Regions from separate parts of the Sus scrofa genome. Here region 1 is linked to region 2. Evidence: chromatin contacts called from public Hi-C data. All regions are on one chromosome and are shown on one strand. Each heading gives the region's core, a stretch centred on a gene start, on an enhancer-like site or on the middle of the called end of the contact. The rest is flanking DNA. Distances are from core to core; before and after follow the strand shown.

Region 1 (5,441 bases), core at 2,174-4,673, 220 kb before region 2:
TCAGACCATCAACACTACTTTCCTGAGAGTAGCTTTTTAAAGAATAGGTGGTGACAACCTGTGAATTTTACACTCAGTTTATTGAACAATGACAACAAAACATCAGGGCCAATGATCGGGCATTTTCACAGGGATATCTACCTGGCAACATCCTTCTACTGTGTTTGATAAGAAGATGAGCCATTCTCAGGGTAGAGGCAGTTCTGAGACCATTCTATGAGATTGGGCAGCCTGGCAGGAAATCCAGAAGTAGCCCCACAATCCTCATCTCCTCTCCCTCCTGGAAATAACTCAATAAATTGCAACTGTAATAATGCTCTGCAGCCTTTGTATATTTGTTGGCTGAAAATGAATAAATGGAGACATTATAAAACTCTTGGATTCCCACAGTTGACTCTAATGAGAAACACACTTTGAGCTATCAACTCCAGATGGATCCCACAAAGGTCCAGAGCCCCTCCACCACCCAAGACTCGCCTCCTCTAAGCAAGGACAGTTTCATTGCAGTGATCCAAATCTTGATTACAACATATCCTTAATTGTTGAGTCGGTGATGTTGCTTTTGGACCAGATTTCATCACCCTGATTTGCCTAAAAACAAATCCCCCAAACTGCCCTCAGAATCAACATATTGCTATTTGCATTTAAAAATTAAGGAATAGCTGATGCTCAAGAGAAAAAGAAAAAAAAAAAGATCCCAGCTGTGAGAAGTTCACTTTAGGGCAATTGCTCTGGATGGAAGTAAGGGCCTGAGGTCCCTAGGAAATGAGAAGTGTTGAGAACAAACAAAGGAAGGGTTATGCTTCACTCACTAATTAGAAGACTCGGTTTCTGAAATGAGGAGGTCCTTGCAAGGTAAACAATGCCTGTGGGTGAATAGGGCTTTTAATGCATACTTCAGAAACTCACCCCCACCTCCATAGGTCCCAAGTTGTCTTGGAACTTATCACTTTATTTCTAAGGCAGATCACAGAGATAGCAGAATAACCTGTGAGACTATTTATCTCTCTAATTCTGACTGGTCCATTCTTTAAATTTCAGCTCCAACGTCAAATTTCTCTAAAGTTCCCCTCAATTCCCAAAGAAAAGAAAACAAAATGTTGCACTAGGAAAGATGATGAACTTGGGATTCAGTTCAAATGTTGACTTTTTGGTCTACTTGCTGGGGACCCTGGACACATGACTTAACTGCTCGGAGCCTCAGATAGCTCTGATAATAATCTTTACTCACCAAGTTAGATTCGTATGTGATGGTATGTGATTAATAACTGTTAGCTCCCCGCCAGCATGGCATCCACACTGAAATCAGTACATTCATGTAAACATTTCGGGCTTTGCCTTATAATGGGATTTGAATATGCATAACTTGCTTCTCTTCCAAGTCATGCAAATTGCTTTTCAAGAAGGGAAGATGTACATCCTTGTAGGCTCAGTGTACCTTCTGCAGCATGTGTTCAGTGTGTGCTCTTTGCAAGGAATTCAGTTGCTTTTTATTCATGGTAAAGGAGTGAACTTTGCTTCATAAGGCAAAGCAAATAATCATTAGTATAGACATTTCTCCAAAGGAAACAAACACATAGCCAAGAGTTATGCTAAAAAATGCTCAACATCCCTAATTATAAGGGAAATGCAAATCAGATCACAAGGAAATCACCTTACACCTGTTAGGATGGCCATTATTTTTTTTTTTTAAAGAAAAGAAAGAACAGTGTTGGCAAGGGTGTGGAGAAATTGAAACACTTGTGCACTGTTTGTGGAAATATAAAATGGTGGAGCCACTGTGGAAAACAGTATGGAGTTTCCTTTAAAAATAGAACCACCATATGATCTAGCAATCCTGCCTCTGGATATTCATCCAAGAGAATTGGAAACAAGATTTCCAGGAGCTGTTTGCACTGTGGTGTTCATTGCAGCATTTTTATAATAGCCAAGAAATGGAGACAATCTAAATGTCCTTTGGCAGATGAGTGGAAACAAAGAAAACTTAACATATACATGCAGTGGGATATTAGCCTTAAAAAGAAAGAAATCCTGTCATATGCTACATGGTGACCTCTGTAAAGTGAAAGAAGCCACTCACATAAGGACAAATACTACACGACTCCCTTTGTTTGGTATATCTGAAGTCATCAAACTCGCAGAAACAGAGCAGACTGATAGTTGGCGCGGGCTGGGGAGTGGAAAATGGGAAGGCGATGTTCAAATGGGTGTAGAGTTTCAGTCGTGCAAGAGAAAAAAGTTCTAGAGCTCTGCCACAAGCAGGGTTACCAATATGCACTTAAAAAAAAAAGTATTAAGAAGGTAAATTTCATGTTATGTGGTTTTTATCTCAATATAAAATAATAATTAATAATAATCTGTCCTGAATGCTTGTAAATCTTAACCTTTAGGACTTTCTTTAATATTTTTGGCACCCTGCTGCTTTAGTACCCTAGAGTTACAGAAAGTCAAAATGTATTCGCCTCAGACCAGCACTCACCTCTGGAACAGTGGTTTTTGATCTGAGCAGCAGTTCAGTCGCAGCAGTTCAACCAGGCGGGGCACCAGAGTAACGTCAAATACAGGCGAAGAATTAAGAGTTCAAGCTAAGGAGGCGAATCCCAGTCACACCTCTTACTGGCTTTGGCTCTTGAGAGAATTACCTGGGCTTTTTGCTTCACCTCCTCAGATGTAAAACAAGAATAACAATGCTTCCTTCACAGCACTGTTATCATAACTAAGTGAGATAATGCATGTAAAGCACCCCACTCTGTCAATATATCTATTACTTTTAATGTGTACTTAAAGTAGGTGAAGAACTCAGGCTGCCGATGAGTGTGTGTGTATGTGCATGTGTGCATGTGATTGGCTTGTTTTGTGCAGGTTAATCCTACGAAAGCATGACCTTCAACATTTCCGTATGGTTCAAATTATTTTGTCAAGTTCCAATTTTTGTCACAGTGGGTTGCTTTAGTTTTTTCATCTGCAAACTGTGCACTCCTGTGTGACATACTGTACGTGCTTTTTCCCTCTTCACATCTCCTCTCCTCATCTCCACCCCAATCTAGGAGGTTGTCTCTTACAGGCTCAGTAACATTTTTAAAATAAATCAATATTTTAAAAATTAATTTTTGGAAAAAAAGTACTGCAACTATTTCATCAGAAGAGAACAGAACTTTCTCATTTCTTTCCAAGTATTTCAAATTCAGAGTATTTTAACCGGAATATTTATGTAAACGTTTGCTTTCTGAGGGAGCTGCTGATGAGAGACTTTATTTAATAGAACCATACAGTGAAGGAATATAAGGGGGGCTGGACAGTTCATTTGTTTTGATTTCTAGGTTTATAATATAGGAAACCGAAACTGCATTGACCTAAGGGCTTGACTACCCAGGGCTCAGGCTGTGGTCTTCAGGCTCCTGTGACTTGGCTGCACTGAATCAAGATGCCAGTCTTCACAACAGCTGAGACCATAGTTGACAGAACAGCTTTCAGTGGACTTTGGAGGATTTCTGTTTATGGGGAAGAAATGTACTAGCATTTATTCCATTGTAACCTCTGAAAGTCTTTCTCCTCCTCTCCTCACAAAATTAAACACACACACACACACACACACACACACACACACACTTTTTTTACATATTCAGCCAAGAAACACATTCAAAGTCCTTCTGACCACCAGGGGGCCACCATGGGAACGGACAGTCCTACAGGGACTCCTGTCAGTGTTCTGTCGGTGCAAAACAATTGTGTGGATTACTAGAACTTGAAAGATACTGCTTTCCAGAAACTGGAATCTTTGTTCGGATGATACAGTTTTAGCTGTGCAACGTCACTCTGTCGGTGAAACACAGTGTCGCCCAAGAGACCACACTGACATTGCTGACTCAGACGACACCATGCAAGCAGAGTTGGAGTTGAATGTTCTCTTTTATTAATTGAAGTATAGTTGATTTACAATGTTGTGCTAATTTCTGCTGTATAGCAAAGTGATTTGGTATGTATGTGTAGATACATTCTTTTTTAATATTTTTATCAGGGTTTCTCACAGGATGTGGCATATGGTTTCCTGTGCCACACAGCAGGGCCTTGTTGTTTATTCATTCTATATGCAGTAGTTTACATCAGCTAACCTCAGCCTCCTGTTCTGTCCCTCCCCCAACCACCTCCCCCGTGGCAACTTCAAGTATGTTCTCTATATCTGTGAATGTTCTTAAACCAGACTTTAAACACATATCCTTTGCCTGACATTCACAGTCTCTTGTAATTTTAACTGACACAAGCTGAAAAAAAAAAATGACTTTCTAATAGAAAAGGTAGGTGTTCCCATAATTGTAGTGCTTAATCACTCCTATGACAGTTTGCTACCATTGGAAACTCAGATTTCTAATCCATCATGTGTAATGATAAGCACTGCATGTTTAGCAAAATTACATTAGCATTTCATTAAATATACACAGTAAAATGGGTGGCATTTCAAAAGCCCTAAAGACTTGTCATTTGCTGGAATCATTTAGGTTGGTAACTGTAATCACACTGCTCATTTGAAGCCAAGTCTCAATTATCCATGTATGGATTATCCACAAGAGACATTACATGATACCTCACATCAACAGTCACTGCTTCTTGTCTACAGATATGAGTCCAGGGGGCAAGAGGAGGGGATGCTTTAGAAAGCATTTGTTCCAGTGCCTGATTTCACAGATGGAAGGAACTGAGACCGAAAGAGGTTAAATGACTTGTCCAAGGTCAGTCAGCTGATAAATAGTAAAAACATAGAACTAGAATTCAGGTTTGTTTGATGCTAAGGCCAGAGTCTTGCACCAGCACCTTCTAAATAATTTACACATTGTTTTATTTTTTGGTTCTTCAGGATTTAACTTGTTTTTAGTTATGTAACAGTAACCTGTTTATATCACACATGTTAACAGAAATATTACCACTACGACAACTATGCAAAGAAAAATTGTACTTGGATGGGAAGTGCACATTGTCTATAGCATGTCCCTCTCCATTTTAAAATGTTAAATCTGTGGAAGCTCTTAATACAACTTAGTAAGACATAGATAACTGAGAGTAGTGCAAAAATAAATCTTGTCTATAGACACAGAAGTTCTATCCAATGGGCATTCATGGCAATAGAAAAAAAATGTGTTAGGATTTTGCCGTCAGGGGTTATCTCATCATCATTATTAAGAATAAGGATGAGATGATATCACTCCAAGTCCAAGAAAATATAACTAGATTGTACACAGATGCACCTTTATTTCCAGCAGACACACTTTCAAAGGGGTATTTGACAATATTTTGATACAATAAAATATGTAGCTCTCTCATTATTATTTGTTCTGATTAGCCTTTATGCATTGCCCAATCTTTTGGCCTTTTATCTTTACACTTCTGCATTTCCAAACTTCCCCATCATCTAGATTTCTGCAGCATTCTTTTATGTTTTTCTCTTT
Region 2 (5,031 bases), core at 1,432-3,931:
CTGCAAAATGCAAATAAATAAAGCCATTTATCCCACAGGGTTGTTGCAAGGATTAAATGAATAATAAATACTTGCAAAAGCACCGGGTGTATCACTGACGCCTCTCCTCCCTTTGTGGATGCAGATCCTTTAGACGTTTGCCACCCACCTTACTGTCACTGATGTAAGTTCTTAAGTTTGATACTAAGGAGCCCCAGCAGAAGGGCCTTTCAAGGACCTGCAAGTATATTAAAGAGGCAGATCCTGGCACTGAGAGAGAAAAGCAGTGCAGGTAAGAGGAGATGGAAAACCAATCTAGAAACCAGGCAACGGGAGGCAATGTGGCTCCTTTTGTTAGGAAAGCTTTTCCCAAGCAGGGCCTTGAAGCTTTTCCATGTCAGAAGCATTTTAAATGCTTTGCTCAGGTGCACGTATATGATGATATTGCTTCTGTGGCAAAGAAAGCATAGTCTTATCAAAATGCTATTGATTTTTTTCAGAAGAAATCTCAAGCCCTTGTTAATGGAACCTTGCAAACAAGCTCAAAAGCCCACTCTTTTTTCTATAGGCTGGCTATCCACTCCAGGATATAGCATAGCTAATAAACTTTCATGCTTATTAAATTTTTACTAAGCATTCTGAGATCCCTCATACCTCTACCACTTTGTTAGTCCACTTTTTTAAAAAAAGCACTAGGAGGAGATTATTATTTTGTATGTTGCAAGTGAGCAAACTGAAGCTCAGAAAGGTTAAGTGTTTTGCACAAGATCACACAGTTAGAAGTTGTTGGTGAGATTTGAGTTGATTCAGTCATTTATTCAATAAATATTTACTATTAAGTGTCAGGTCTACATGACTCTAAAGTAATATTCTTTCCCCTAATTCTTCCTAGTAAAATAAATGATATAATAATATCCTATCATTAATAATGTTCTCTCAAAAAGTGGAGCAGGGAGTTCCCTTCGTGGCTCAGCGGTTAACGAACCTGACTAGGATCCATGAGGAAGTGGGTTCGATCCCTGGCCTTGTTCAGTGGGTTAAGGATCCAGCGTTGCCCTGCGCTATGGCGTAGGTGGCAGACACGGCTCAGATCCTGTCTGGCTGTGGCTGTGGTGTAGGCCGGCAGCTGCAGCTCTGGTTTGACCCCTAGCCTGGGAACTTCCAGATGCCGTGAATACGGCCCTAAAAATAAAAAACAAAAAACAAAAAGGGAAGCAGTTTGGCCTTATGGCTTAGAAAAAATATAATCAGCTGATTGGCCTGGCCGAGCAAGTATCCACATGGCTCAACATGACTCTACTTTCAAAGCTGGAGGCTTAAAAAGAATCGTCCTGCACAGTCAGAAGTGCCATTCTCAGACAAGAATATGTGAGTGTGTGTGCTTAACTGCCTATAAAACTTTGTGAGGATGATACACTTCGGAACTTCTACTTATTCGAAAGTTGAAAAGAAGTGAAAATCAGTATATGCAACTCACTAAAGAGGGAAAAGCCAACTGTCCCAGGGCTTTGTAGTTATAAAGGCAGGATGATCCTTTTCAGTAACATAAATGATGCGTTTTAGCCTCATACCAATCCTGTGAGATCCAGAGGGTGGTGGTTGTTGTGCCCACTCCTGAGAGACTGAGGTTTGGGTTGTAAAGGTCATGGACACCTAGGCATGTCCAAATTCACATCACTATGTAATGGCAGGACTAAGGTTTGAACTTAGGTTCTACCTGCTCTTTCTGGTATGCAGCCTGCATTGGTCAGGATGAGCCAGGTTATGCTGCAGCAACACATGGCCTTCAGATCGCAAGGGCTCACAGTAACAAAGCTTGATCTCTTTTTCATGTCCCATGTTACCTGTGGCTTCGATGTAGTTTGTGTTTACAGCTGGACCCAGAGGACAAAGCGACCTCTACCTGGAATAGCCAGTTACGGGGCAGAGTGAGAGCAAGAGGGATGGACCTCACACTGGCTCTTAAAGCCTCTGGTAGAAGGTGGCCACCAGGAATTTCCTGGTGGCACAGTGGCTTAAGGACCCAGCGTTGCCACTGCTGTGGCATTACTTCGATCCCTGGCCTGGGAACTTCCACATGCCTATGCGGTGGCCAAAAAAAAAAAAAAAAAAAGAATAAAGTGACCGTCATCCTCAGGTCATTGGCCAGAACAAGTCACGTGGCCTTGTGCCCACACAATATAGCAGAGATGTATTATCTCTGGGGCCTCTCCCACAGCGAGAGGCCCCAAAGAGGAGTAAAACTGCTTCCGTTTCTATCAGCGTAGTGATGAAGGAAGGCATCGTGATCCTCCTTCCCACGTACAAGGAAGTTATTCTCTAATCAATACGGTACCAATTAAGAAACATTTCAGATAGGACCGACCCATCTCACATAATGTAAACACGAAATGATTAAACGAACTTAATATTTTAAAAAGCAACAGTCCTAAAATATGCCTGTTATGCATGAAACCCGCATTGGCAAAGAAAGCAGCTTTTGCTCTGGGAATAAACTTTCCGTTTCTGGCAGGAGAATTGGATAGCAACACTGAAGTGGTCCAGTGAATGGGCGTTAGAGTGTTATATTTGAATGTGTAATGAATAAACATTGGCAGAAACCCCGTTTGCCACGTGACTCCAAAACAAACACCAGTCAGTAGGGAACTACCAGCTGTGCTGAGCAGGGGGAAGAAAAAAAAAAAGCAAAAGCACACATACACCCTCCATCCTTGGAGCAAAAATCCCCTGCTGAAATCACCTCCCCCTAGAAGGCAGGGCACAGTGGAGTCTTACACGTGTTCCAGCACACAACCCCACCCCTGGAAAGTCCTCCTGGTAAAGCCATTTAAACAAAGTTCAGAGGAAGACAGAAGTAGGACATGAAACAGAGTTCAGGCATTCACAGAATCTTGCTTTCCCTTGTGTCAAGTGGCAGTTTTTGTTTTTGTCTTTTAAAGGAGCATTTAGCAAAAGTTTAAAGTAGCTAATTTCTAATGTCGGCTGACTTAAAATGTCCCTTGCAATTCTAAGCTCCTATGATTCTGTAAAGAAGTTTCTGGGGTGAGAAGCAACAAATCTATTTCCTTTTTTTGTTATTTTATGATTTTTATTTTTTCCATTATGGTTGATTTACAGTGTTCTGTCAATTTCTACTGTACAGTAAAGTGACCCAGCTATACATATATATATGAGTGTGTGTGTGTGTGTTGTGTATTTTTTTCTTCTTCTCACACTATTCTCCATCATGTTCCTTCATGCAACTCTATTTTCTTATTTAAGGATTGAAATAAAGAAAAAAAGGATGTGCCTTATATAATAAAATTTAACAGGGAACAACACTAAAAAAAATGTTCTATAAACTATAAAGTTGTCTTGTATTAGGCAATCTGCATATAAAATTCTCTTGCTTAAAATTTTTTGGCATTGAGTCCAGACTTGCTTTGTTGAAGTGACACTTCTCTAATACTCTTTCAGGGTAGGGAGGGAGGAGGAATGCCCTGACTTAGAACTTCACCTTAGACGCTCAGTAATGGTCACCCAAGGGAAGACTCATAAAGAATCACTGCCCTTTAGTTAACTTTCAAGTATGAGACACACTGTCCTCGGATAAAGGAGAACCATTACTGCCTGTCACATTTTAGATTAAATAATTACATTTCTATGTCTTGCTTTTTTCTTATGACTTTAAATAGAATTCATGGTGAAAGGAACCTAGATTACTAGGAAATGTTTCTGAGTAGGTCGAATTGTGCTTTTCTGAAATGCTTAGACGGAACGATAATTTTACTGGCATAATTGTTGCTAGCAAACCTCCACAACTGATATTCATATTTTAATGTAGCTATAAGTAAAATTGTGTCTCGGGTACCAAAATGCCAAAATGGAATATATAAGTGAAAGAAAGTAATGGTGGCAGGGGAGAAATGCATGTTAACTATGTTTCTCTGACACCAGACTTGGCAGCCTGCTGCTTCTCTAGATACTTTCTATAGAAAGAATTAATGGGCAGGAGATGTGTGGTCTTTTTTTGAATCTAACTGGATATAGAAACTCCTCTGATGGGTAACAGAGGCAGGTAGTACAAGAGGGAAGCCCACAAGAAAAGATGAGGTTCATGTTGGGAAGAGAGGATGAATTACAGTGTCACAGGATCAAAAGGTTTGAAAGAGGGTTGGGTCAATTGGGTCTTAAGCACACCTGTCTTCCTTCCAAACTAGTTCAAATTTCTCTTTGACTCCTAAATCAAATGTTTGGTAGGTAGTAGTAAGATTCAGTGAAACTCTACAGGGAATTAATAATTATATATGTGCATACATATATGGATGTGTGTATACATAGACACATGCACATATCTGGGGGATATATATAAAAATATATATGGCTGTGTATCTATATATCTGTATGGAGAGACATATAGGTACAGATAAATACACATACATGTGTATATAGATAGATACTCACATACATATGGGTATATATACATACACAAATACAGACCTTCCTTGATTTATGATAGGATTACACCCTGATAAGCCCATTGTGAATTCAAAATGTCATAAATCAACGATATATTTAATACACCCCATCTACCAAATTTCACAGTTCAGCCTAGCCTACTGAAACGTGCCTTACATTAGCCTTCGGTTGGGCAAAATCATTTAACATAAAATCTGTTTTATAATGAAGTGTTGAATATCTCATGTAACTTATTACATACCCTAAGTGAAAAATGGAATGATTGCAAGTGTATCGGTTGTTTACTGTTGCAAGTGTATCGGTTGTTTACTGTTCTGAGTGGGAGCTACTGTCACTACCCAGCATCATGAGAAAGTATTATACCACATATCACCAACCCATGAAAAGATGAAAATTCAAAATTTAAAGTACAGTTTCTACTAAATGCACATAGCATTTGTACCACTGTAAAAGCAAGCCATCAGAAGTTGGGAGCTTCTGTATACACACACACACACACACACACACATTCGTATATGTATTTGACTAGTTATTCACTGTACTTAAAAACAATCAAGGAGTTCCCCAGTGGCACAGCAGAATGAATCCAAATAG

The links. A called contact is a pair of places that touch in the nucleus more often than the background predicts.
Region 1: a Hi-C map of liver shows a contact between it and region 2, with 3 times the contacts expected there. The contact joins two enhancer-like sites. A contact is called at or near these places in 1 of 47 Hi-C or Micro-C datasets (liver) and 1 of 2 datasets of contacts at active chromatin or transcription factors (alveolar macrophages).

Annotation. Positions count from the first base shown.
Region 1 is chr5:91,114,608-91,120,048 of Sscrofa11.1, reverse strand. LOC102159120 (a long non-coding RNA gene) reads right to left here. Exons shown (of 9, transcript XR_002344338.1): 9 at 5,223-5,441. Among named protein-coding and RNA genes, the nearest start is that of BTG1, 300 kb to the right of the region's middle. Within about 2 kb of position 3,423, at least 24 of the 83 cell types and tissues checked have an H3K27ac peak or open chromatin away from gene starts, as enhancers often do. A contact at or near this core is called in liver, where this site is marked.
Region 2 is chr5:90,893,016-90,898,046 of Sscrofa11.1, reverse strand. No RefSeq gene overlaps it. Among named protein-coding and RNA genes, the nearest start is that of BTG1, 80 kb to the right of the region's middle. Within about 2 kb of position 2,681, at least 29 of the 83 cell types and tissues checked have an H3K27ac peak or open chromatin away from gene starts, as enhancers often do. A contact at or near this core is called in liver, where this site is marked.